Regions from separate parts of the Mus musculus genome. Here all the other regions are linked to region 5. A link is a contact called in public HiChIP or PLAC-seq and promoter capture Hi-C data. All regions are on one chromosome and are shown on one strand. The core of a region is the stretch at or near the end of the contact, and the rest is flanking DNA. Distances in the headings are between cores, read along the strand shown. Region 1 holds the start of Sat2 (spermidine/spermine N1-acetyl transferase 2). Region 2 holds the start of Atp1b2 (ATPase, Na+/K+ transporting, beta 2 polypeptide). Region 3 holds the start of Alox8 (arachidonate 8-lipoxygenase). Region 4 overlaps Dnah2 (dynein, axonemal, heavy chain 2). Region 5 holds the start of Chd3 (chromodomain helicase DNA binding protein 3).

Evidence for each region. Promoter capture Hi-C pulls out the DNA fragments that hold promoters and counts their contacts. HiChIP or PLAC-seq counts read pairs in DNA pulled down with a chosen protein or histone mark.
Region 1: a contact with region 5 is called in a promoter capture Hi-C map of second pharyngeal arch cranial neural crest. The contact joins the promoter of Sat2 here to the promoter of Chd3 in region 5. A contact is called at or near these places in 13 of 39 promoter capture datasets (the C10 cell line, the HPC-7 cell line, cranial neural crest and 8 more), 1 of 484 Hi-C or Micro-C datasets (embryonic stem cells), 3 of 115 datasets of contacts at active chromatin or transcription factors (the SCID.adh cell line, bone marrow-derived macrophages and large pre-B cells) and 2 of 9 other capture datasets (adipose tissue and pancreatic islet).
Region 2: a contact with region 5 is called in a promoter capture Hi-C map of stem cell-derived epiblast-like cells, with 6 times the contacts expected there. The contact joins the promoter of Atp1b2 here to the promoter of Chd3 in region 5. A contact is called at or near these places in 12 of 39 promoter capture datasets (the HPC-7 cell line, cranial neural crest, embryonic stem cells and 8 more), 1 of 484 Hi-C or Micro-C datasets (embryonic stem cells), 4 of 115 datasets of contacts at active chromatin or transcription factors (bone marrow-derived macrophages, craniofacial prominence, large pre-B cells and 1 more) and 2 of 9 other capture datasets (adipose tissue and pancreatic islet).
Region 3: an H3K4me3 HiChIP or PLAC-seq map of bone marrow-derived macrophages shows a contact between it and region 5, with 2.7 times the contacts expected there. The contact joins the promoter of Alox8 here to the promoter of Chd3 in region 5. A contact is called at or near these places in 20 of 39 promoter capture datasets (the 3T3-L1 cell line, 3T3-L1-derived adipocytes, the HPC-7 cell line and 11 more), 107 of 484 Hi-C or Micro-C datasets (the AML12 cell line, the AtT-20 cell line, B cells and 56 more), 11 of 115 datasets of contacts at active chromatin or transcription factors (astrocytes, bone marrow-derived dendritic cells, bone marrow-derived macrophages and 7 more) and 5 of 9 other capture datasets (adipose tissue, embryonic stem cells, liver and 2 more).
Region 4: an H3K4me3 HiChIP or PLAC-seq map of embryonic forebrain shows a contact between it and region 5, with 2.4 times the contacts expected there. The contact joins the enhancer-like site here to the promoter of Chd3 in region 5. A contact is called at or near these places in 17 of 39 promoter capture datasets (3T3-L1-derived adipocytes, the C10 cell line, HPC-7-derived erythroid cells and 12 more), 3 of 484 Hi-C or Micro-C datasets (the G1E-ER4 cell line and embryonic stem cells), 14 of 115 datasets of contacts at active chromatin or transcription factors (the SCID.adh cell line, acute myeloid leukemia, astrocytes and 9 more) and 3 of 9 other capture datasets (adipose tissue, liver and pancreatic islet).

The regions. Positions count from the first base shown.
Region 1 is chr11:69,619,693-69,624,284 of GRCm38.p6, reverse strand. It overlaps Sat2 (spermidine/spermine N1-acetyl transferase 2), which reads right to left and starts at 2,233. Exons shown (of 6, transcript NM_026991.3): 1 at 1,953-2,233; 2 at 1,741-1,792; 3 at 1,495-1,578; 4 at 1,324-1,425; 5 at 1,133-1,173; 6 at 407-794. The coding sequence starts at 2,018. The coding sequence ends at 627.
Region 2 is chr11:69,603,069-69,607,446 of GRCm38.p6, reverse strand. It overlaps Atp1b2 (ATPase, Na+/K+ transporting, beta 2 polypeptide), which reads left to right and starts at 1,487. Exons shown (of 7, transcript NM_013415.6): 1 at 1,487-2,186; 2 at 3,894-4,022; 3 at 4,336-4,378. The coding sequence starts at 2,075.
Region 3 is chr11:69,195,758-69,200,299 of GRCm38.p6, reverse strand. Alox8 (arachidonate 8-lipoxygenase) reads left to right here and starts at 2,457. Exons shown (of 14, transcript NM_009661.4): 1 at 2,457-2,637; 2 at 2,725-2,947; 3 at 3,194-3,275. The coding sequence starts at 2,491.
Region 4 is chr11:69,525,609-69,530,358 of GRCm38.p6, reverse strand. Dnah2 (dynein, axonemal, heavy chain 2) reads left to right here. Exons shown (of 86, transcript NM_001081330.1): 4 at 806-976. Among named protein-coding and RNA genes, the nearest start is that of Dnah2, 21 kb to the left of the region's middle. Within about 2 kb of position 3,093, at least 80 of the 459 cell types and tissues checked have an H3K27ac peak or open chromatin away from gene starts, as enhancers often do. A contact at or near this core is called in embryonic forebrain, forebrain, hippocampal neurons and 1 more, where this site is marked.
Region 5 is chr11:69,367,708-69,371,958 of GRCm38.p6, reverse strand. It overlaps Chd3 (chromodomain helicase DNA binding protein 3), which reads left to right and starts at 2,533. Exons shown (of 40, transcript NM_146019.4): 1 at 2,533-2,823. The coding sequence starts at 2,568. It overlaps Gm32483 (a long non-coding RNA gene), which reads right to left and starts at 2,969. Exons shown (of 2, transcript XR_003949707.1): 1 at 2,881-2,969; 2 at 1-1,221.

The DNA of each region.
Region 1 (4,592 bases), core at 984-3,483, 250 kb before region 5:
ATGAAACAAGTCTCACTTTCCCTGGTGGGCCCCCAAACCCCTGAGCTGGAGGTTTTTATACTCCCGGCTCCCCAGTACCATGCATCATACCTACCTAGTAGAGGTTGATTAGTCAAGGGGAGGCAATTGCTCCTTCCCAGTGTCCCTTGAAATGCTGACGGCAGCGCACAGTCTGCGGCCTTTATCGCATTAGTCCTAAAATATCTTTGGGTTCCAAAGATGAATGACAAGCTTGATATACCATTGCTTATTCCCTCTTGTTCTTTTTTTTTTTTTTTTTTTTTTTCTAACAGGCTAGAGGCAAGACTAGGGTGCCCAGAGTCCTTGAGGCCTCCATGACCCCTGCCTCTTTGGCTGTCCCAGCCCTCATCAGAACAATGTTCAAATAGAAGGGCTTCAAAATGGCTGCAGCATCACATCCTCTACCCATGAGGGCAAAGCAAGTATTTTATTTGTGGTTCCTAATAAGGCTTCTCCCTCTTCCACTCTTTCTGTACTTCAGGAGTCTGCACCCTGGGAGGCCTCTGGGTGAGCGAGCGTCTGTCTGGGTCAGTGCCTATGGTTATGGTCTTAGGAAAACTTGATATGGTGATCCCAAAGAAGAGGCAGGAGAGAGAGGGCGTAAGTCAGCGTCCTGCCAACTCCCTCATTGCCTCGCCTTCAAATCGAAAGGAGAGCCAGCCTTCCGATTCAGTCAGATCTTGAGCCCCTAGAAATTTGTACAAGTTCACGGCCTTCTTGTTCCAATCCAGAACTGCCAGGCGGAACTGGGAGCAACCCTTATTCAGGGCAACCTGTAGAAGACATACGCTTACTGCACAGGGCTCAAAAACTAATGGCTGGCACACACCTTTAATCCCAGCACCTTTAATTCCTGCAGAGGCAGGCAGACCTCTGAGTTGGAGGCCAGCCTGGTCTACAGAGCAAGTTCTAGGACAATCAGGACTACACAGAGAAACCCTGTCTTGAACAACAAACAATAAAAAGAAAAATCTTTCTCATCCCCCTCATTCAACCTCGACACTCCCACTTACGTGACTGATTGATTGATTGATTGATTGATGGTTTGGCTGACTGGCTGGCTTTCGTTTGGGGGCGGTAACTAGTTTGTAAGCCCCACCCCTTTGCTCACCTCAGCCACCTTTTTGATTATTTTGGTACCAATCCCTTGACCTATAGTGGAGAAAGGGACAGGAAGGACTATTATTTGAGTTGAAAGGGTATCAAAGGAAACTATAATCTGAGGTTGGGGTAATGGGATAGGTCTGAGGACTGTTCATTGGGTCTGTGGGCATTCTGTCCATCCTTAGCCCCAGCCAGTACCCCGATATTGCGGCATCACATAGATGTCTTCCAGATAAACGTTTCGTCCGGTCCATGTGCTATAGATGAAGTAGTACAGCCCATAGCCCACCACAAGGGACCCTGAAAATGAGAGAGAAGAGTGAGGCTTTTGGGAGGAAAAACACGGAGGATAACTGCAGGCTTCCTTACCTTGTGACTCCCCAGGTGCTGGGATAATCTCTGCCACCAAACAGTGAAAGAAAGGGTTCTCTCCAAAGCCATCTGCTCGCAGAGCTATAAAGATTGGAGGTATGACAAAAAAGGCAGAGATGGGCCGGGAAAAACCGGAACTTGGAGTAAAGCCCAGTCCAGTAGTTACGATCTTAGGACTCCATCCTTCCACCCCATCACCCGCCCCCCATCTCAATCAGGACCCAGGTGCACAGCCTCACCCACCTTCTTCACTGATCTTCACCTGATGGGACAGTTTCTCGAACTCTGCCAGTTCCTATAACAGGGGTACCAAAACAACATTAAGGCAGGAAGGTCCTGATCTCTGAGAACAGGGTCCAAAGGTGCACCCTCATTTCTGACTCCCCAACTCCAGCCAAACTGCTCCCAGCCCCCCACCCCCACCCCGCACTGTTTTTCCAAACCGCAGTCTTTACCCGGATCATCCTCATAATGTCTCCACAATCGCTCTCCCTGGCCTCTCGGATTCGCGTGGAAGCCATTCCGAGCCTCACTGTCAAAAATCAAAGATCACAGACAACTCCCACGTTTGCAGAACCGCGGAGGTCTGGTCTCAAAGCTCAGGTCTCAAAGTGCTGGGAGCGAGGGGCAGAAGAAATGCTAGAAGCTTCTAGACAAGATTCTGGCACCAACCGGTCTCAGCTGGGAGGATTAGCCGGCCTGGTGGTCTCTTCTGCCAGAAAAGGCCTTAAATTCTGAGCCCCCTCCGGGCCTCCCTGCAGCCAATCAGCTTGCTGCTTACGACCATTTCCCCACCCCCACCCCCTGGTCCCGCCTCGCCTCGCTGTCCAGTGACTGGACTCTGCGCCGGACTACTTAAGCTTCCTGTTTGTTTGTTTATTTTTTGTATTTTGTATTTTATTTATTTATTTTGGTTTTTCGAGACAGGGTTTCTCTGTGTAGCCTTGGCTATCCAGTCTGTGTCGTACATACCTCAAGCTTAAAAGTCCTCCCCTACCCTGCTTTAGTTAGAGTACACTCCAGTTAGCTGCTTTAGTTTTCACTCTTAGCCGTCTAATCACTGGGGCATCCCCGACCCTGAGGGAGCCCAAGACCCCCGACCGGTTCCTGTAGCTGTCTTTGGTAGTGGAAGCCCTGTGCTATGCCTCTGGCAGCTTTTCCTCCTTCCCTTCTTTGGTTCTAGGCATTAAATCCAGTACTCAGGACATGCTGAAAAAAGCCCTACACTTGATTCCTATAGCTGTTTTGTGGCTCATAATGGTGTCCTCAAAGGGACAGTTGTGTTTTGACGTTTCCTCATTAGGTTCTGTTAACAAATCCCTGTAATTAACAGTAACAGCAGGTCCCTTATTCTTTTTTCTCCTTTATATCTGATAGGGTTTGTTGTTGTTGTTGTTGTTTTGTGGTTTTTTTGTTTGTTTGTTTTTTGTTTTTGAGAGGCTGGCCTCGAACTCAGAAATCCACCTGCCTCTGCCTCCCAAGTGCTAGGATTAAAGGCGTGCGCCACCAAGCCAGGCCTGATAGGGTTTTCAGGGAGTGGAAGATTTTCCTGGATATGTAGCCCAGGCTAGGCTCAAATTTGCTGTGTAGCCAAGGATGATCTAGAACTACTGATTTTCCTGCCTCTACCTCCCCAGTGCTGGGATTATGTATATCACTATATCTGACTTAGCCTCAAACCTTTGATGTTCTGGGCTCAATACCCCTTTGTTCTCCAGTAGCAACTGGGGCTACAATCTTGTGCCACCGTGTCCACCTCTTTTTTTGCTTTGTTTTTGTTTTTGTTTTTTTGAGACAAAGAGTCTCACTCTAACACCCATGCTGGCCTGAAACTCATGATACAGCTGAGGCTCTCCTCAAACTCAAAGCAGCCTCTTATCTCTTACAACTTCTCCAGTGTCAAGTGTTTGGGTTGTCGGTGTGAGCACCACGCCCACTCAGCCTTGAGTTCTTATTTTATTTTCAGTGAGTGAGTGTGCTGTCTGTGCAGTTGTGCTTGCTGGTGCATGCGAATTCTCGGGGAGCAAGAAGTCTAGGTTGAATCTCTTCTTCAGTTACTCTGAGAAAGAGAGAGAGAGAGAGAGAGAGAGAGAGAGAGAAAGAGAGAGAGAGGCCTTCCACCAAGAAGCCTGGAGCTCAGCAGTCAATCCTGCTAGGCAGGCTGGCCTCTGTACCCTCTACTGCTCCATCTTCCCCAGCGCTAGGGTCAAAGGTGTGTGCCACTCAGTCCAGGTGGATTGTAGGTGTGGGCCATCCAAACTTACAGCTTCCTGTTTGCACAGCAAGCTCTCTACTCTGGAGTTCTTTCCCCAACCAAGTCTTGAACTCTGGATCTGAGCCTCAGTAGCTTTGATTACATTCCCTCCCCCCACCTCTACCCCGCTACATCTGTTTTTGTTTGTTTGTTTGTTTGTTTTTGTGTGTGTGGGTATGGAGTGTTTGTGCCTGCACTGTATATATGTCCACCACGTTTGTCTCAGGATCCCTCAGGGGATAGGAGAGGATGTCCATTCCCTAGAACTGTACTTGTGGGTTGCTATGTGGGTTCCGGAAATTGATCCCAAGTCCTCTGCAAGAGCAGCCAGCACTCTCAACTACTGAGCCACCTCTCTAAATCATCTCTCCAACTGCCTTTTATATTTTTATCTATCTATCTATCTATCTATCTATCTATCTATCTATCTATCTATCTATCTACCTACCTACCTACCTATCCATCCATCCATCCATCCATCTATCTATCTATCTTACATATGTATTGGTGTTTTGCCTGCATATCTGTCTGTGTGTGGGTGTTGGGTCCCCAGGAAGTGGAGTTATAGACAGTTGTGAGCTGAGAATTGAACCTGGGTTCTCTGCAAGAGCAGCTAGTGCTCTTAACCACTGAGCCCTCTCTCCAGCTCCATGCTTTTTTTTTTTTTTAATGTGTGTATTTCTAGGCTTAAGAAATGGTTCAGTGGTTAGAAGAAAGCAGTCAGGGGCTGGTGAGATGGCTCAGTGGGTAAGAGCACTCAACTGTTCTTCCGAAGGTCCAGAGTTCAAATCCCAGCAACCACATGGTGGCTCACAGCCATCTGTAACAAGATCTGATGCCC
Region 2 (4,378 bases), core at 238-2,737, 240 kb before region 5:
CTTCCGTGATACTTGGAGTAAAATTGGAATTACAGTCAGACATAGTCATGAACACCTATAATTTCAGCAGAGGAAGGCAACCCTGGAGCTGGATATGGTGGTACACACCTGCAATCCCAGTATTCAGGAGTGGAAACCACCTTGGCTGCTTCAGACCAGTGTCCCAGACCAGCCTCAGATAAACAGGATCCTGTCTCAAGAAAAGAAAAATAAAAACCAACCAACCAACCAACCAAACAAACAAACAAAACACATTACTAGCATCACCGAGAGTAATAAAATATCATAGTGGCATATTTTTATAAACCCAGAATGTGGGGGGCAGAGGCAGGAGCATCTCTTCAAGGCTAGCCTTGTGTACAGGATCCACATGGTAGAAGAAAAAAACCAATTCCTCTAAGTATGGACTGTGGTGTTCCTGCCACAGAAAGAAATAAAGATAATGGCCTTCTTCCTCTTCCTCTTCCTCTTCCTCTTCCTCTTCCTCTTCCTCTTCCTCTCCTTCTCCTTCTCCTTCTCCTTCTCCTTCTCCTTCGATTTATTTATTATTATATGTAAGTACACTGTAGCTGTCTTCAGACACACAAGGTCAGATCTCATTATGGATGGTTGTGAGCCACCATGTGGTTGTTGGGATTTGAACTCAGGACCTTCAGAAGAGCAGTCAGTGCTCTTAACTGCTGAGCCATCTCTCCAGCCTGCCCCTCTTCTTCTTAAGCTATTGGGCTGCAACATCACTCCAAGGGAACCCAGGTTCCAGAGCTGGGGCATCAGGTGTAGGTGCTCCAGCAAGCGTGGGCTGGAGATCAGACCTGGTGGGGAGGGGCGGCTGGAAGGCAGGACCCATGCAGACCTGGCTGTAGATCAGGGACACAGGGAAATTTTGGGGCTCAAACAAGTTTGGAAAGATGGCAGGGACCCTGGTCATGGAGAACAGGTAGGTTGGACAAAGGAGCCAGTGGAACCGAGAAGAAGGGCGTCCTGTGGTGGCTTCTATCCCTCTCTATGTTCTAGTTTCTAGGCTCTTTCTTGGTGTCTGGCGCTTGCTTTTCTTTATTCCTCTCACATTCAGCCCTCTGTTCCGGAGGCTTTCGAAGTAACTCTATCTTAGTCTCTTTTTAAATTCCCTGCCCCGGGCCCCCCACTTTTGAGTACGTATCAGCTCGTCTTTCAGTTTGAGCCTCTCAGGAGGTGTTCTCTTCTTTAGGTCTACCCAGACTCTCACCCTCTTGTCTTCTTTTCCAATCTTGTTTCAGTACTGTACCTGGGGTCTGGGGTAGGAAGAACCCGCTAGGACCAAAAAAAAAAAAAAAAAAAAAAAAAAAAAAGGCGCCAGGGGGCGGGTCCAATCCATCTTCATTTGCATATGTATGAGGTCTCCTGAGCGAGCAACGAAGAGGCGGGGTTCCTGAGGGGTGGGTGGGAAGGGGGCGGACACCCTCAGAGTCACAGACTATAAAGACTGTGCGCAGGGTTCGCGCTCCCCGCACTGCTGAGGAGCGGAGCCTCCGATTGGGGGGCCCCTATCCTTGTCTTTCCCCCACAACTGCTTGTCCCCGCCCCAGCTCCCACTGGCTGGGCCAACTGTGGTGTGGCTGTCGCCGTTTGTCGGAGGAGCCTTAATCGGCCACCTGCCGCGTTCTACAGCCTCTTTGCATCTCGGATTTCGGGGCGGCTCCCTCCCCCATCTTTCCCTGCTTCTTTGCACCCCGCTTTTTCTGCGTTTCGCTCGAATTTTGGAGCCGTCTGGTTTTGCACCCCTTTTTGTTTTGCTTCTAGGCGGTGTGTGGGGTGAAGGTGCCTCGGCATCCCTTTCCCTGGTTATCTTTCCCTGTTTTGACAGCCCCCCTTTCTATCGCAGTCGGGGGGCCTAGCCTCGGTGCACCTTCGCCGCACTGCCAGCAGACCACAGTGCGTGGCTGTGCACCCCGGAATTTGCAGCAGCTGTATATCTGACTGGAGTCTCCCTGCCTCGCTCCCGCGCGCATTTGGTGCGTGGAGGGCTTCAGCGCGCGACGCCCCGGCTTCTCCGCAGCCCCCAGCAGCGCGCCGGGACTCGCCCCGTGCCTCCAAGATGGTCATCCAGAAAGAGAAGAAGAGCTGCGGGCAGGTGGTTGAGGAGTGGAAGGAGTTCGTGTGGAACCCGCGGACGCACCAGTTCATGGGGCGCACCGGGACCAGCTGGGGTACGCGGGGCTGGCGCGGGAAAGGTGGTAGCTGACCGCTCGGCGATGCCTTTGGGGCGCAGGGTCCCGCGGGCGTCGCCCCAGCTCCCCTGCCGGGTCCCTGGCGTCCAGCCCCCACTGTCGGGCTTTGGATCGGGAGGGGCCCCGAATCAGCGGTCTAATCTCTCTGACTGGCCGCTGCGGAGGCGGAGAAAGTAGGTCACTGCCGCCTGCCCGCCCCCCGCGGAGCCCCCTCGGGCGGGGGGTCGCGGGCTCTGCGCGCGTGTCCGTGCCACGGCGCTCCCGCTCCGGCTCAGGCCCTGCGGCTGCACACGGTCATCATCCCTCTCCCCGAAGAGTGCCCTAACTCTCCCTCTGGCTCTCACTAGCTAGCCAACCTCGTTTATTTTTAGCTCTCACCCACCCCCTTGGACCCTGGGAACATTCATGAGGAGGCGGATCTGGCAGGGGGGTCTTGGGAGGGGGGGTTCTTAACAGCGGAAGTTGTTTGTCTGTATTCCACCATTGGGCGTTTGGAGTCCTCTGTGGCTGCTTTGTGGGTGGGGGGCTGCCAGGAGGGATGGTATTTTTCCAGGCTTGAGGTTTTCAGATGTCAGAGGTGGAGGGAGTAATGGTCACTGTGCTGATATGGGTACATCCTCAGGCAGGGTGTTTACATGGGACTCAGATGCCTTGGAAGAACTCTCTACCCTTACCTCATGGGTGTGCAAGGACTTAGGTAGTCAGGGGCTGCTGATGGGTACCCGGTGAGGTAAGGGTGACTGACAGTCTTGCAAGACAGTGCCAAGCTGGAGAATTGAAGCACAAGGGATTCTGTGTGACATAATTTACGACATATCCACATCGATTGGACACAGTCTTCATCAGACCACCCACCTGAGGCTTAGGGGACCATGAAAGGAGATCAATGCAGCCCTTGTCCTCAAGGAACCCAAGACCCTGTGGGATGTGAAGGATCAACGATGGATGCTTGGGCTACTCAGAAGCCTCCACAGAGGAACTGTCTTCTTAGGTAGAAAGACTGAGAGTTCAGGGAGATTGGAACAGCATGTCCTCCTCACTGGAGGCTTAGGATAGGAGTCCTGAGAGATGATGTCCAGGGAAGGCTTCTAGGAGATTCTGTCTTCTCCTTGACTCTGGCCAAGATCCTGTGTGAGTTAAAGGTGGGGGTGACTGCTGGGCCATTAGCCCCTCATTTCAGGGGCTGCTTCCTCAGGGCGAGAGACAGACAGACAGACAGACAGATCTTGCTACCTGAGTCCTCTGAGGTGATAAGAATTTGGCTGAGAGTGCTGCGCAGTTACCAGGTTGCATCCAGATCCTTGTGCTCTGAGACGGCTCTAACTTCGAGTTCCGATACGGCAGGAACAGATGCTGCCTTTTCAGGACCGTGCAGGGTTGAGAAGTTGGAAATGCATTAGCCGCAGAATGACAGTGGCCTATTCTTGGAGTTGTCACAACAACTACAGTTTAGGTCTCTTGTGGCCTCCAAAAGGTCAGACTTCACTGTGCCCCAGGAGGAGTCTGGGAGTCAGGGCTGGAGCTGGACCCTGCCTGTTTCCAGCTTGTTTCCTTTAGCTCCCAGGGGAAGGCTCTAAGATATCCTGTCGCTCCTTGGCCTATCCCCGTACACAGCTTGAGAGGAAGGAGGAAGAGAGGGGTTGGTGGAAGATGTGGGAGCTGCTGACTCTAGTTCCTCTATCCTAGCCTTCATCCTCCTCTTCTACCTCGTCTTCTATGGTTTCCTCACGGCCATGTTCAGCCTCACCATGTGGGTAATGCTGCAGACCGTCTCTGACCATACCCCCAAGTACCAGGATCGACTGGCCACACCAGGTGAGAGAAGAGTAGTTTTCCCCTTACCGGTCACTGGAACTACTGTGTCCTTAAGGCCTCACAAGGAACGTATAGTTCTTTCCAGGAGTTGGAGTGGGGAGTTCTTGAACTTGGCCTTCCTTCCCATGCCCTGCAGCCGGGAGTCATGTGATTTGGAGACGTGGCAGATGCCACAGGAGATTGCTCTCCCAGGAAGGCAGTTTCAGATCTTTGCCCCCACCTGACCCTGGTGTTCTTCATATCTGTCCATTTCCCTTGATGTGTTTCTCTTCATCTTATGTGACTCTCTAGTCTTCTCTCCTGTTGGCTCTAGGCTTGATGATTCGACCCAAGACTGAGAACCTTGATGTCATTGT
Region 3 (4,542 bases), core at 1,208-3,707, 170 kb after region 5:
AATTCACATACGCTAATGCAAGTCAGGATAAAAAAAAATGTAGTTGGGGAATGGTGGCTGTCCAGGTGCTATTCTTTTGTTAAAAGGGCGTGATGAATCTGTCAATCTGCCCTCTAATTATTCTTTCATACAGCCATAGATCAATGTCAGCTTCAACCTGTCAAGGAAGTAAACTTCCTTTTGAAAGGAGTGGGAAGTGGTTTTTCCAGACAGGATCTGTGTGTGTACCCCCGGCTGTCCTGAAACTCACTGTGTAGACCAGGCTGGCCTCAAACTCACAGACTTGCTTCTGCCTCTGTCTCTGCCCCTGCCTCCCCCTCCCCCTCCCCCTCCCCATCCCCCTCCCCCTCTGCCTCCTCCTCCGCCTCCGCCTCTCCCTATGCCTATGCCTATACCTATGACTCTTGAGTGCTGGGACTAAAGGCATACACTACTACCACTAGGCCACAATAATGGCTTCTGGGAACAATTGGCCACTGTGATAGCACAGTGACCTGGCACTTAGCCATAGATGGACAGCTAAGTCACTTCTGTCCAAGACTCAGGAAACTTGGGATGCATCAGGGGACAGAAAGAGTGGAAGAGATGGGGGTAGGAATGAAGGTTGTATAGCAATTTCCTCTGACTTGAAGCAGTCCATTCTGGAGGGAAAGAGAGGTTCATGGAATTTGAGATTTAAACAATTTTCTCAGATCCTGGAGAGCTGAAACTTAGATGTACCAGGCTCTTTCCAAGGATATAAAGACAAGGACTGACCAGGAAGGAGGCTCTCTAGCATCTTTAGTTGCCTACAGTCATGCATTTAGCTCCAGGATGCCGCCTTCTGAGCTGTCACCCACACTGGGGTGGGCTCTGGTGCTGCAGCCTGTAAGTGGGCACTCCAGTAAGTAGCCCCTCACCCACCCTCCTTTAAGTTACCACAATTTGATTCAACAGATTGGACACAGTGGTATCATTACTCTGATCAGTTGGTAGTTCCCTATATGGGGTGAGTACATATCTGTTCTCATCTCCCTAGAAATGATGTGACACAACAGTGTGTGTGTGTGATATATATATAGAGAGAGGGGGTAGGGAAGAGGAGGGGAGGGGGAGGGGGAATGTGGTGGTAGGGGGTGGGGAGAACTGTGTCATTGCTACTTTGTCTATAACCAGGTCAGCCTAGCATATATTCACCATAACTCTTCTCTGGGTCATCCCACATCAGTCCCCAGGGAGTAGGACATCAAACCTAGGAGCCAACACGAAGGTTTCACCCTTTGATAGTAACAAGAAAGCTGATGTAACACACATACTGAATAATCTTGGTTGCTTCTACCTCTTTGCAAAACTTTCAAATTTTTTAGCAACTTGGAGCCTGAATCCACTGCCCTTTTCCAGCGATCTTCTCTTAGCCTAGGGCTCACACACATCCCTGTGCCATGACTTCCAGGTAGGCACCCATAGGGACCACTATACTTGGATGTCTAATGGGCACAGCAAAGAGGATTTCCCAAATCTGTTGTTTCCCTCAAGGGCAAACTCTGTCACTGTCTTCCTTCTGACATCCCTCTCACTCACTCCAGCTCTGCCTTCCCTTCTCCAGTGATCTCAGGGCCTTTGCACAGACAATTCCCCAACAGTAAAACAGCTTACCTAGACATACCACTTGAAAACATATATTTAGTATTATTCTTGATATCTTATTTGAAATTTCACATATGCACACAATGTACTTGACTATATCTACCCCATCCCCCCTACAGCTCTCCCCGACCTTCCCTCAGGTCCCTCCCAACTTCAGATCCTCCTCCTTTTAATAACACACTGAGTCCAATAATTGGTGCCCATAAACACATACCCTGGGCTCACCTCTCACCACCTCTGGGTCTCTGAGGGCCTTTCTCTCGAGCCAAACTTCTCAGGCTCTCACATCAGCAGTGACTGACATCTTCCCCAGCATTGATTATCCTCTAAACTCTAATACATGCTTAGAGCATTTGAATGTCTTTTCCCCCTTGCACTTGACCTTAGTAAACAGTCAGGCAAAGCTAGAGTATTGCCTGGACCCGCACTGGCAGCATCTAATAGTCCTGGCCAGTGATGGCTCTCAAAATCAGTTATTAAAGAAGTGAAAGCAGCCTTGTGGCGTGGGAAGAGTTAAAGGAATGGGGAAGTGGACCCTCACTCACATTTAAAGCTAAGACAGCATGTAAATAAATTTTACACTTGTACCCCACATTCCAGTTGGGTCTGGAACTCACCCTGTGGACTTCAGTCCACTTCCTGTCTCAGCGCCACCCATTGTGACTCCAGGTTTCAGTGTGTCAACCCACCTACTACTTGTCCTAAATTCTAAGGCTCTTCCTGATGGCAAGGAAGCTGAAGGGGAATTCAGTGGGTAGCGAACACATTTCCCCTTAACCTGGTCTGATGGGCGGGGCATCGCTGAGGTTAAATCACCCTGCCAGGTAGTCCAGCTTGCAGTAGAGAGCTAAACTGGTCAGGAGGATGGCGAAATGCAGGGTGAGAGTATCCACGGGGGAAGCCTGTGGGGCTGGCACATGGGACAAAGTGTCTGTCAGCATCGTGGGAACCCACGGAGAGAGCCCCTTAGTACCTCTGGACCATCTGGGCAAGGAGTTCAGCGCCGGTGCTGTGAGTTTTTGGGGAGCAGGCAATGGCGACTGTGGAGGAAGGCAGCCCAGGGGGACCATCCTCAGCATACTAAACAACCCCTCCTAGGAAGAAGACTTCGAGGTGACGCTTCCCCAGGACGTAGGCACTGTGCTGATGCTGCGAGTCCACAAAGCACCCCCGGAAGTGTCCCTCCCGCTTATGTCTTTCCGTTCTGATGCCTGGTTCTGCCGCTGGTTCGAGCTGGAGTGGCTACCTGGGGCTGCACTCCACTTCCCCTGTTATCAGTGGCTGGAAGGGGCGGGGGAGCTGGTGCTGAGAGAGGGAGCAGGTGAGGGGACTGGGGCTGCGGGAGGCACGCAGCAGTGTGTCGCAGGCTAAGCTTGGGGAGTGGAAACCAGGAAAGGGCAGAGGAGGAAGGAGGGGACTGGCAGAAGCAGGAGGTGGTGGCAATCAGCTTGCAGTGGAAGAAGTGTACCCGGGGTGAGGGGACTGGTGGGTTGACAGCAGTAGGAGGGAGAAAGTCTGAAGCCAGAGATCAAGAGAGGATCCTTTCCATCCACGCCCTCACCCGCAGCAAAGGTGTCCTGGCAAGACCATCACCCTACACTGCAGGATCAGCGCCAGAAGGAGCTTGAGTCCAGGCAGAAGATGTACAGGTGAGGAGGGAGATAGTGACCCCTGCAGGAGGACTCACTTATGGGATGGGAAGGAGCCAAATCAAGGACTAATCCCAGACACAGTAGTGTTGGCATTACTGGGCAACTGAGAGAAAAGCAGATTCGCAGGAGCTCTGACTCTGAATGTGATTGAGCAGAGAGACTGGCTTCTTTCCAAGCCTTTCTGGTGACGCTGGCACCCACTGAAGGTTGAAACCCACTGCTCTAACAACCCTGTCCTGTGGCTTATGCCTTCTCCATCTCTCTCTGTGGTTGTTATTGCTTCCGTTTCTCTTTTCTCTCACTGGTGGGGTTGTTGCTTTCTCCCGTAAATACAGGCAGAACTCCCAGCAATTAAGGGTGACCTTCAAAGCCATTCCTAGACAGTACAGAAACTCTCAGACAGGGATGCTTTCCATCTTATCAGCTCAACATAAAGAGTTAGAGCAGAGAGCTACCTACATACTGAAATTACAGTAGGTGGGAATTTCAAGGGGGTAAAGTCAGCTACTGTACTCAGGTGGACATTTTCAAAGTCACCTGGCGCTCTTAATCTTGGTTGCTTTCCAAATCCTGAGCCCCCTGCTTTTGCCCTAGGTCTCTGGAAACTGAGCAAGCACGGGCTCATTTGGTTCCTGGTGATTTGACTTTTGTCATGAAAGCCAGGACACTAAATCTCACAGTGGCAAACAGGGGAGAGGGGCAGATGTTGAAATCTACATCCTCCATGATGCAGGGCCAGTTTAGATCCTAACAAAAAGTGCTGGAAGGTCTTGGGTAAATCACTTACTCTCTTTGATTGATGTTTTTTTTTTTCTTCTGGTTGTTTGTTTGTTCTTTAGAGAGGAAAGAGTTTATTTCATCTTATATCTGAGAGAACATTATAATTGGTATTCGGGACAGGAAATTAAACATGAACTTGGAGGCAGGCACTGAAGAAGAAGTCGTGAAGGAATAGAATTACTGTCTTGTGCAGACTGATTTCTTATTCCAGCTGCTCAGGGATGGCACTTGCAATGTAATCATCAGTCAAGAAAACACTCAATGGTCTTTTGCCTATTAGTCAATCTGATGGAGACATTTTCTCAACTGAAGGGTCCTTTTTCAGTTTGACTCCTGTTAGAGTATATTTGATTTAAAAAAAAAAAAGAAAAGAAAAGAAAAAGGAAAAGAAAGAAAAAAGAAAAGAAGGAAGGAAGGAAGGAAGGAAGGAAGAAAGGAAGGAAGGAAGGGAGGAAAGAAGGAAAGAAGGAAGGAAGACTTTCTC
Region 4 (4,750 bases), core at 1,844-4,343, 160 kb before region 5:
AGAGCAGTCAGTGTGCTTAACCGCAGAGCCATCTCTGCAGCTCCTGTGTATATTCTTTGAAACATCATTTACAGATGGTGTGGGCTGTGCCCATCTTTTCCTTTTTGGGCTCTTGGTATTGTATCACTGATTCCTCCACATCCTGTCCAGGAAAGAGCTTTGTTAGAAGATTGTCTATTTTCTCTTCTTTGGAGCTCATTCCTCTTCCTCCTCTTCCGGGGATACTGGGAAGGACTGGGCGGTGTCTCCAGCCCCCAGAGCCTCGTCTTTGCTCCTCATCGCAGGCTTCAGCAGGCTCATGGGGATAACTTGTTTTCAACCCAATCACTTTGTTCCTTAGCTGCATTTTGTCAGTTTTCCTTTCCTCCTGTCCCTGGGTTCTCATAACTGCTGTGCCAGTCGACTGCTAACGGCATCTCCTGCTGCAGAGGGGGCAGCTTCCTAGGCAATGGGCTGTGGACCTTGTGCCCTACCCACCCCATCCTCGCGCCCAGATCTTGCTTGTTTCCTTCATTCACCTTCCCTTTGAGGTTGAGAATAGCAGAGAATGCGTTTTCATAGCCACAGGCAGAAGAAATATTTTGGGGAAGATAATGGCGCACCGCTCCCCCCTGTGACACATTCTGTTTTCATTCTCCGAGGCAGGGGAGTCTGTTGCTCCTTCCCTTAAAAGCTAGAAGAAGCCTGCCATTCCGTCTTCCCAGCCTTCTGGCACCTCATCTCCCAAGTCAACCCTTATAGCCGTGGACGGGAGGACCACCCATCCTCACAGCTCTGACACACCCTGTCTCTCTGTTCTCCGCAGAAGCCCTTCTTCCTCTCACGAACGATGTTGACCGGACTGGCAGATGCCACGTGGACGGGGGAGCACGACATGGTTCTGGAGCACTTTGTCCAGGATCCTGCGGTGCCTGCCCTCACCATCTTCATTGACCCCGTCTTTGGGTTGAAGCTGGAGCTGGGCATGCCTGTGCAGGTGGGTACCCCACTTTCCAGGCTCTGTGGAGCTGCTGCATATCACCCTCATCCGGAGTCACGCTCCCTCTGTGCCCCACGGCTCGTGGAACCCCACTCTTAACCTTTGAGACATCTCTCCAGCCCTGATTCAAACTTGCAGTGCAGCTAGTGATATCAGTTACTCGGTAGGATACCTATCTAGCACAAAGGAAAACCTGCAGTTGGTTGGTCCCTAGCCTTAAATAATTTGGGAGTAACAGTCCAAGCCTTTAAATCTAAGTATTTGGGAGCTAGAGGCAGAAGGATCAGAAGATCAAGGATTTCCTTGGCTTTACTGCAAGTCCCAGGCTGGCCTGGGCATATGAGACCCTGTCCCAAAAACCACTATTTTAAAATAATATATATCTAAGCCGGGAGGTGATGATACACACCTTTTATCCCAGCACTCGGGAGGCAGAAGGCAGGTGGATCTCTATGAGTTTGAAGCCAGTCTGGGCTACAGAGTGAGGTCCAGGACAGCCAGGGCTACACAGAGAAACCCTGTCTCAAAAAAAAAAAAAAAACAAAAAACCAAAAAACCAAAAAAACAAACCCCCAACCCCTATATATATATATATATATATATCAACAGTAATGATGAAGAAAGTAATAAAGGAGATTCATAGACATAAGAATCCTTTATTAAACTATAGTAATTAAAACAGTTAATACTAGGGCAGGAGTATAAATGATGAATAGCAGCATTAAAGGAATGTATAAAAATAGATATGAGTGGGTTGGAAAGATGGCTCAGAGGTTAAGAGCACTGACTGCTCTTCCAGAGGGCCTGAGTTCAATTCCCAGCAACCACATGGTGGCTCATAACCATCTGCAGTGGGATTTGATGCCCTCTTCTGGTGTGTCTGAAGACAGCGACAGTGTACTCACATACATATAATAAATAAAATCTTGAGAGAGAGAGAGAGAGAGAGAGAGAGAGAGAGAGAGAGAGACAGATCCATTTAACTTGCTACAACAGTAGATGAGAGATTTTACTGTATTCTCCAGGTTAGGGTGGCTAGTTTAAACTTCCTTTAAAAAATGACTACGCACAGTAGCTTAGTGGAACCTTCAGGAGGCCCTGCACTCAATCCCCAGCACAGAAAGGGAAAAAAAGAGTCATGTCTCTCGGCATTCTGATTTTAGACTCCAAGGAGTGTCTCCTCCTGCCATGCCCACGCCTTTCTCCACTGTGATGCTCTGTGCCCTGTCACACCGTTAGCCAAAATAAACCCTTCTTCACTGGGGCAGGGGTAGAGGTGGGAGTGGGGGAGTCCATAACCTAGTATCTGATAAAAGGGGCAAAGAGTGAGACCTGGGACATGAAGGCAGCTCACAGCCCAGGATCCACAGAACACAGGGAAAAGGCATAATCAAATCTAGTGAATTTCACAAACAGGTGTGAACCCTAAACTGTGCTGAAGCTCCAAGTTCCTTCTCTTCCCGCACTTGGTTGGGGGAAAACCTTGGAGCATTCCAAACATCCCCCAAGAGGTTTGTCATTTAACAAAGATTTGCTATTGCCTTAAATTAGCCTTAACCACGTGCCCCTCCTCACACAAGTCTCTCAGGCTACAGAAAAGAGAATAACATAAAATACCTAATCCTTTCACTTTACCTTCAAGAGGCAAAATAAACTGGCCTCTCCCAGTGGGGCATCAAGAAGTCGCCCACAGTGTGCTAGAGCCAAAAGAGTGAATTGACAAAGCTGCTCAGGCATGAGCAAAATGGGGCGAAATTGCATGGCAACGGCGGGCACATTATACCAAGGACAAAGGGAAGAAAAAAAAAAAAAAGAACAAAGCGCGTATACAGGAGGGAGATCTAACCCAAGGAAGGAGGCTCCTCACAACAGCCACGGTGCAACTCGATACCAACATGAATTCAGTCTCTACGAGATGATAAAAGGTGGAAGGAGATGAAAGGGGGAGGTGGGGCACGGATCTTAGGGAACGAATAAGGCAGCGTGCTACAAAACCAGATGAGAAATGGCGGGGAACTGAATAGCTGTGGTTGAAAATCCGTCACCGACTGAGCGCAAGGCTGAGGCAGCCGCCGTTCATGAGAAAGAAAAGGCCGGACACATTAATGCAATTAGGGAGACGCGAATAGACACGAGGGATGGGCACAGCCCAGCTGCAGGAGTAGACAGCCGTCACAGTGTGGATTTAGAGAGAACATACAAAGAATTTTCCTGAGATGCACAAGGAACGGCGTCTGGGAGTGAGAAGGCTGCGCTGTTGCTGCTTACCGACGGCCTCTCACGTTAATGTCAGCGTGCATTTTAGTTTCAGCACTGAAATGTAAGGATGCCAGTTCTGGGGAACATTATGGCGTTCCACCGAGAACATTTAGCTTCAACCTAATAACAAGCATTTAGATAAATCCAAATTAAGGGACATTTGAAAAACATCTGGCTTGATTCTTAGAGTGATTGATAGTACAACGTAAAAGAGAAAGCCCGACATGATGGTACATGCTTGTAATCCTGTCACCTGAGAGGCTAAAACAGGAGGACACACACACACACACACACACACACACACACACACACACACACAGAGGATAGCAAAGGATAGGAGTTGTTGAAATGAAAGGAGGTTGTAGGAAACAGAGGCAGGAAGGAGTATTAGGAGTTCCAGGCCAGCCTGAGTATGAAACTCTGTCTATACCCCACCAAAAAAACCTAAACAAACAAACAAACAAACAAAAATGCACCTCAAACACCACACACTCACACACTCACTCACACACACACACTCACTCACACACACACACTCACTCACACACACTCACACACACACACTCACTCATTCACACACACACACACACACACACACACACTCACACACTCTCTCTCTCTCACACACACACACACAGAGGCTAGGCATGGTGGTACATACCTTTAATTTCAGCATTAGGGAGATAGAGGTGGAAGGATTCTGTGAGTTGAAAGCCATCCTAATTTATGTAGCAGTGTATTCTAGACCAGGGCTTACATAGTGAGACCCTGTTTCAGAAGAGAAACAGCAGCAACAACAAAATAAGACGATGGATAGCCCTGGGCGGGATATGGATGGGGAGGAAGAGATCCAGCTATACGTGACATCATTTGGACAACTGGAGGAAGTTAAATGTGGACATATATTGTATTAGATAAATTTTTCTATCACCATAATTACAGTAATTTTAGAAGATACAGGCCAAGCATTAAGGGTGTGGCATCTGGATGCCTGCAGCTCACAAAGGCTCAGGTATAAAGAGGGGACAGACAGATGGAGCATTGACATTGAATCCAGGAGGCAAGGATATTTTGTTAACTTTATTTTTCTTGAAAATTTTCTACGAGTTGGAGTTTTTTGAAAATAAAAATTGAAAGAGCCGGGGGTGGTGGCCCAGGTCTGCAGTCGCAGCTGCTAGAAAGCAGAGGCAGAATTTCTGCAATCGTGAGTTCACAGCTGAGACTCAAAAAAAAAAAAAAAAAAAAAAAAGGAAGAAAGAAAGAAAGAAAGAAAAAAAATCGAACATGCGTACATGCACACAACTGAGGGCCGGAATATGGTTCAGTAGGTCATGGTATTTTCTACACAAGCCTAATAATCAGGGTCTGTTCCCCGAATTCTCGGTGGAAGGAGAGAAATGGCTCCCCAAAGATGCCCTCATCTCTACATGTGTGCCCTGACAAAACATGCATATACTTGCGTTCTCTCTTTCTCTCTCTTTCTTTCTTTCTCTCTCTCTCTCTCTCTCGTGC
Region 5 (4,251 bases), core at 1,284-3,783:
CTCTGTTAGAGACAAGGATTACAGGCCTGCACAGGGAGGCGACCGACCACCATCAGCCACCTACACCTGCAGACTGTGACACGTGTGGCCGGCAGGCAGAGGTGCCTGGCACAGGAGAGGACACAAGAGACTGTTGCCACATGCTGTGCAATGTGGCGCGCACACAAGTGGAGACACTCTTAGTGTCAGGATGATGCACGTTCGCATCCTCGGGCCAGGAAGAGGGGGAGCCAGGCACACTCAAGAAGAGCCATCCGTATTCACAGACGGGAAGGGAGAAAGTGAACAGAGGACAGAGATGTCCGTCACTTAGAAATGATGAGGCCCTTGGGGTCAAAGGTGTCAGCAAAAGTGTCACGGAGGGGTTGAGTGCACTTACAGAGGAGCCCACACATAGAAAGAGGGGGTACCCATCCAGACTGGCAGTGAAATCGAGAGAGGACAGAACCAAATAATATGGGTGCATAGGCAAGATAATTCCACAGTTAAAAAGAAAGACAGACAGACAGAAACCAATGCTTAACCAACTAAAGTGTAGTGGGGGTGGGGTGGGGGACTGGACCATCAAGAAGAAACATCTTAGCATTGTAAACAATATTCTGGAGACTATTCCTTTGTTACAAGTCCTTCCCTGGCTGTTGCCCACCTTCCCCTCAGGGTCCCCATGAATGCTGGGAGCCTCAGGGGGCAGTGGAGAAATGGTTTCCCCAGGCCATGGATGGGGAGCAACAAAGACAGATCAAAAGAATGGGAGGAAACTGGAGGGAAGAAAAGAGCCAAGAACAAAAAAGAAGGTGGAGCCAGGCTATCTGCCCTTCTTGCTTGGCTTCTTGGCAAGTTTTATTCCAGTAGAGCCGGCTCTGTCAATTCTCTGTAGGAAAAACTTACTTCTGGGCTCCAGCTCAGCTGCTCATCTGATCCCTGCTACAACTTTAAGATAAACACTGGGATCCAGTCTGAAAGGACAGGTCAGCCGGTTCAGTGAAAAGGCCTGAGTGTTCGCCCTACCTCGTTCCTCTCTTCTCAGTTGCTTTCCTCTCCCCGTGCCTCAGTTTCTTCTACTTTATCAGTGTCGAAGGTCATGGAGGAAGAGGCGTTCGATGACACAGGAGAAAAGAATTTCACAATCTTCAGATCCGACCCTCTCCTCTTTCTCCTAAAAATCTGACCTAGTCACCACCAAATTAATTTCTCAAGTCAGACGATTTTACAAGCAAGCCACTGGAGGAGAGGAAGGGAAAGAGTAGAGATAAAATTGACAACATTCACAGAACACTGAGGGCTGGGCAAAGGAGAGAATCAAACATGGACTCCTTGGAAAAAAAACTCAATCATCTATTCATATCTCTCCCCCCAAAGTCACTAGGATTTCTGTCACTTTTTTTTTAAGGAGAAAAAAAAAAAAAGCCAGTACCATTTCTCATTTAAAAGCTACGTACACAATTAAATGCATTTTGACTTCAATGAGGTATGTAGAGAGTTATATATAAACATATATTTCATCTTTTTCCTTTTCAATGCCTGAAGGAAAAAAAAAAAAAACCTTCACATCAAACCACTCCCTTCTGAAGTATTCAGAAAAAAAAAAAAAAAGCTTTTCTTTAGAGAAGGGAGGTGGGGGGAGGAAGAAGACTAGTAAAGAAAAGAAAAATTCAATCTAGTTGGACTAGTATCTAACTAGTTAACCTTTAACAATTTATGCTGATGTCAGACTGAGCATGAGTACTGATTAATACCCCCCCAAATATTTTTATAAGGGGGGGAGTTAAGTCACAGCAGCCATTTTTGTTTTATGCAGAAATCCTTCATGCCCCCCAACACACACACACACACACACACACACACACACTCTCTCTCTCTCTCTCTCTCTCTCTCTCTCTCAATACACAAGGAAAATGTATTAATCTGTGCACTAATCAGTTATGAAAAAAGGGAGAAATTTGTGGGTTTCTGAGTAGAAGCTTGGAGATTGGATGTAACAGGGAGAATGGGGGTGTATGAAAAATGAAATATTAAGCCAGCCATTTTGTTTTAAAAGGGGATTTTACCCCCCTCTCTCTTTCTTTATAGAGGGGGGTGGCAGTGCTGGAGGGGGGGTTGTTTTAAAAATAATTTCAAGGCGGCCATCTTAGTGCCTCAGCTCTGAGAAATATTTCTGAGCGCCCCCCTCAGAATTTAAATATATTTAAAGCAACCGAGGGGGGTAGAGAGAAGTCGAAAACTTTTATATACATATATATAATTTTTTTTTTTTAAACGATCTCCCTTTCTTGTTCTCTTGGGAGGAAAGACAGAAGGGGGAAAAAGTCCTTAAATTTTTCCAAGAACATTTTTGGGGGTGGTGCGGCCCCCCTCCTCAGACGCCGGCCCCGGGGGTGGGTGTTCTGGAGGGGGGTGGCCCGGGGGTTTGGGGGGCTGGGGGAGGCGGTGAGGAGGAGGAGGAGGAGGACGCCGCCGCCGAGGAGGAGGAGGAGGAGGAGGAGGAGGAGGAGGAGGTGGTGGTGGTAGCGGTGGGGGAGGCGGGCGGGCGGTGGGTGGGGGGGTGGTGGGGGGGCCAGAGCCACAGGATGGCTTCCCCTCTGAGGGACGAGGAGGAGGAGGAGGAGGAGATGGTGGTGTCGGAGGAGGAAGAAGAGGAGGAAGAAGAGGGCGACGAGGAGGAGGAGGAGGTGGAGGCGGCCGACGAGGACGATGAGGAGGAGGACGAAGAGGGAGTACTCGGGCGCGGGCCGGGCCACGACCGGAGCCGCGACCGCCACAGCCCCCCCAGCTGCCACCTCTTCCCGCCGCCGCCGCCGCCGCTGCCGCCGCCCCCGCCACCAGGTAAGCGTCCGTCCGACTCCCCGGGGCCCGAGCGGAGCCGCGGGGCCCGGCACCTACGGTTCGGCCGAGCCGAGGAGAGTCCCGGGCGCCTGGCGGGTCTAGACGGGCCCGGCAGTCCGGGCGGCGGCGGCCTTGGGGCCAGGCCTCCTCCCCTCCCCCGCCGCACCCCTCCTCCGCCGCTACCGCGGCCGCCGCCACCGCCGCCGCCGCCGCCGCCGCCGCGCCCGGGCTGGAGAGCGCAGGGAGCGAGCTGCGCGCGCGGACCGGGCCACTTGGTCGCGGCTTTCGGGGGAGGAGATTTATTTTTTTCACCCTCGGCGGGGAGGGGGTAGGCAGGAAACGGCCGTAGCGAAGCCAGGGCCCCCCTCCCAGGCCGAGCGAGGGACCGCGGAGACCCCGGCGACCGGACGGCGGCGTGGGGGGAGGGGCGCGTGGGGGAGGGGCGGCCGCGTGAGCGCCCCTTGGGCCGGGCCCCGGTGGGGTCGGACTGAAGCCGAGTGGGTTCGGGGTGTGGAGCTGACTGCCACCCGACGCCCTCCGCTGGGGACTTGGGCAAGCAGAGGTGGGACAGTGGCCCGCGGACCAGCCCCTCCACCTGCAGGGACTTCGGTGCCCGCCAACTTAGGGGTGTGCGGTGGCACGCGTGGGAGGGGGCGTGCGAATGTTTGTAGCGGCTGATGACCAGAGGCAGGTGGTGGCCACACTCCACGCAGACCACTTCCTGGAGTAAGACTTGGACATACCGTCCACTCCCCCCTAGCTGGCCGCCGAGGTCTCGGGTCACCTCAGATTTGAAGAGAGACAGGAGAATGTCTGGGGAGCCAGATGCCCCCGGCCCCACCCTCGTCATCTCTGCCCCGGGCTCTTTTGTGTCAAGTGCAGCCCCCATCCCCCCCTCGTGACCCCGTCAGTCTGGGGTGGCCGAACTGCCCAGCTGTGACTCTCACGTGGCTGCCATTCACTGTCACTCTCTTGATGAAACCACCCACACACCCTGACCACGTTGGGGGGCGTGAACTGCCCACCCAGCTGCTCTGTCCTGACCATCATCACTCAGCACCCTTCTCCGAGATGACAAGTCACCTGCCACTGGCGTAGGACGTCCAGCTGTGCTTGGGACAGACCCTTCTCTGGATCAGTGGCGCAACTCTCAGACCACCCTCCAAGTGGAGAGTGATTTCTAGCTTCTTTAGGATAGGTGTCGCCAACCTCTGATTGGGGACATCCACACCCCCAAGTCTCTGGCGGCAGAGCAGCACACACACACCAAACTTTAAAACGTTATTTGTAAAACTGTCTTACTGACCACTGTGACTTTTTGTCGCACGTGTTGAGACAGCTTTTCCGGGGGTGGGGGGTGTTAAAAATAATGTGTTTAATGCGTATTGGGTAAAGCCTCACCCCTAACCTCGTCAGGTTTACCTGTAA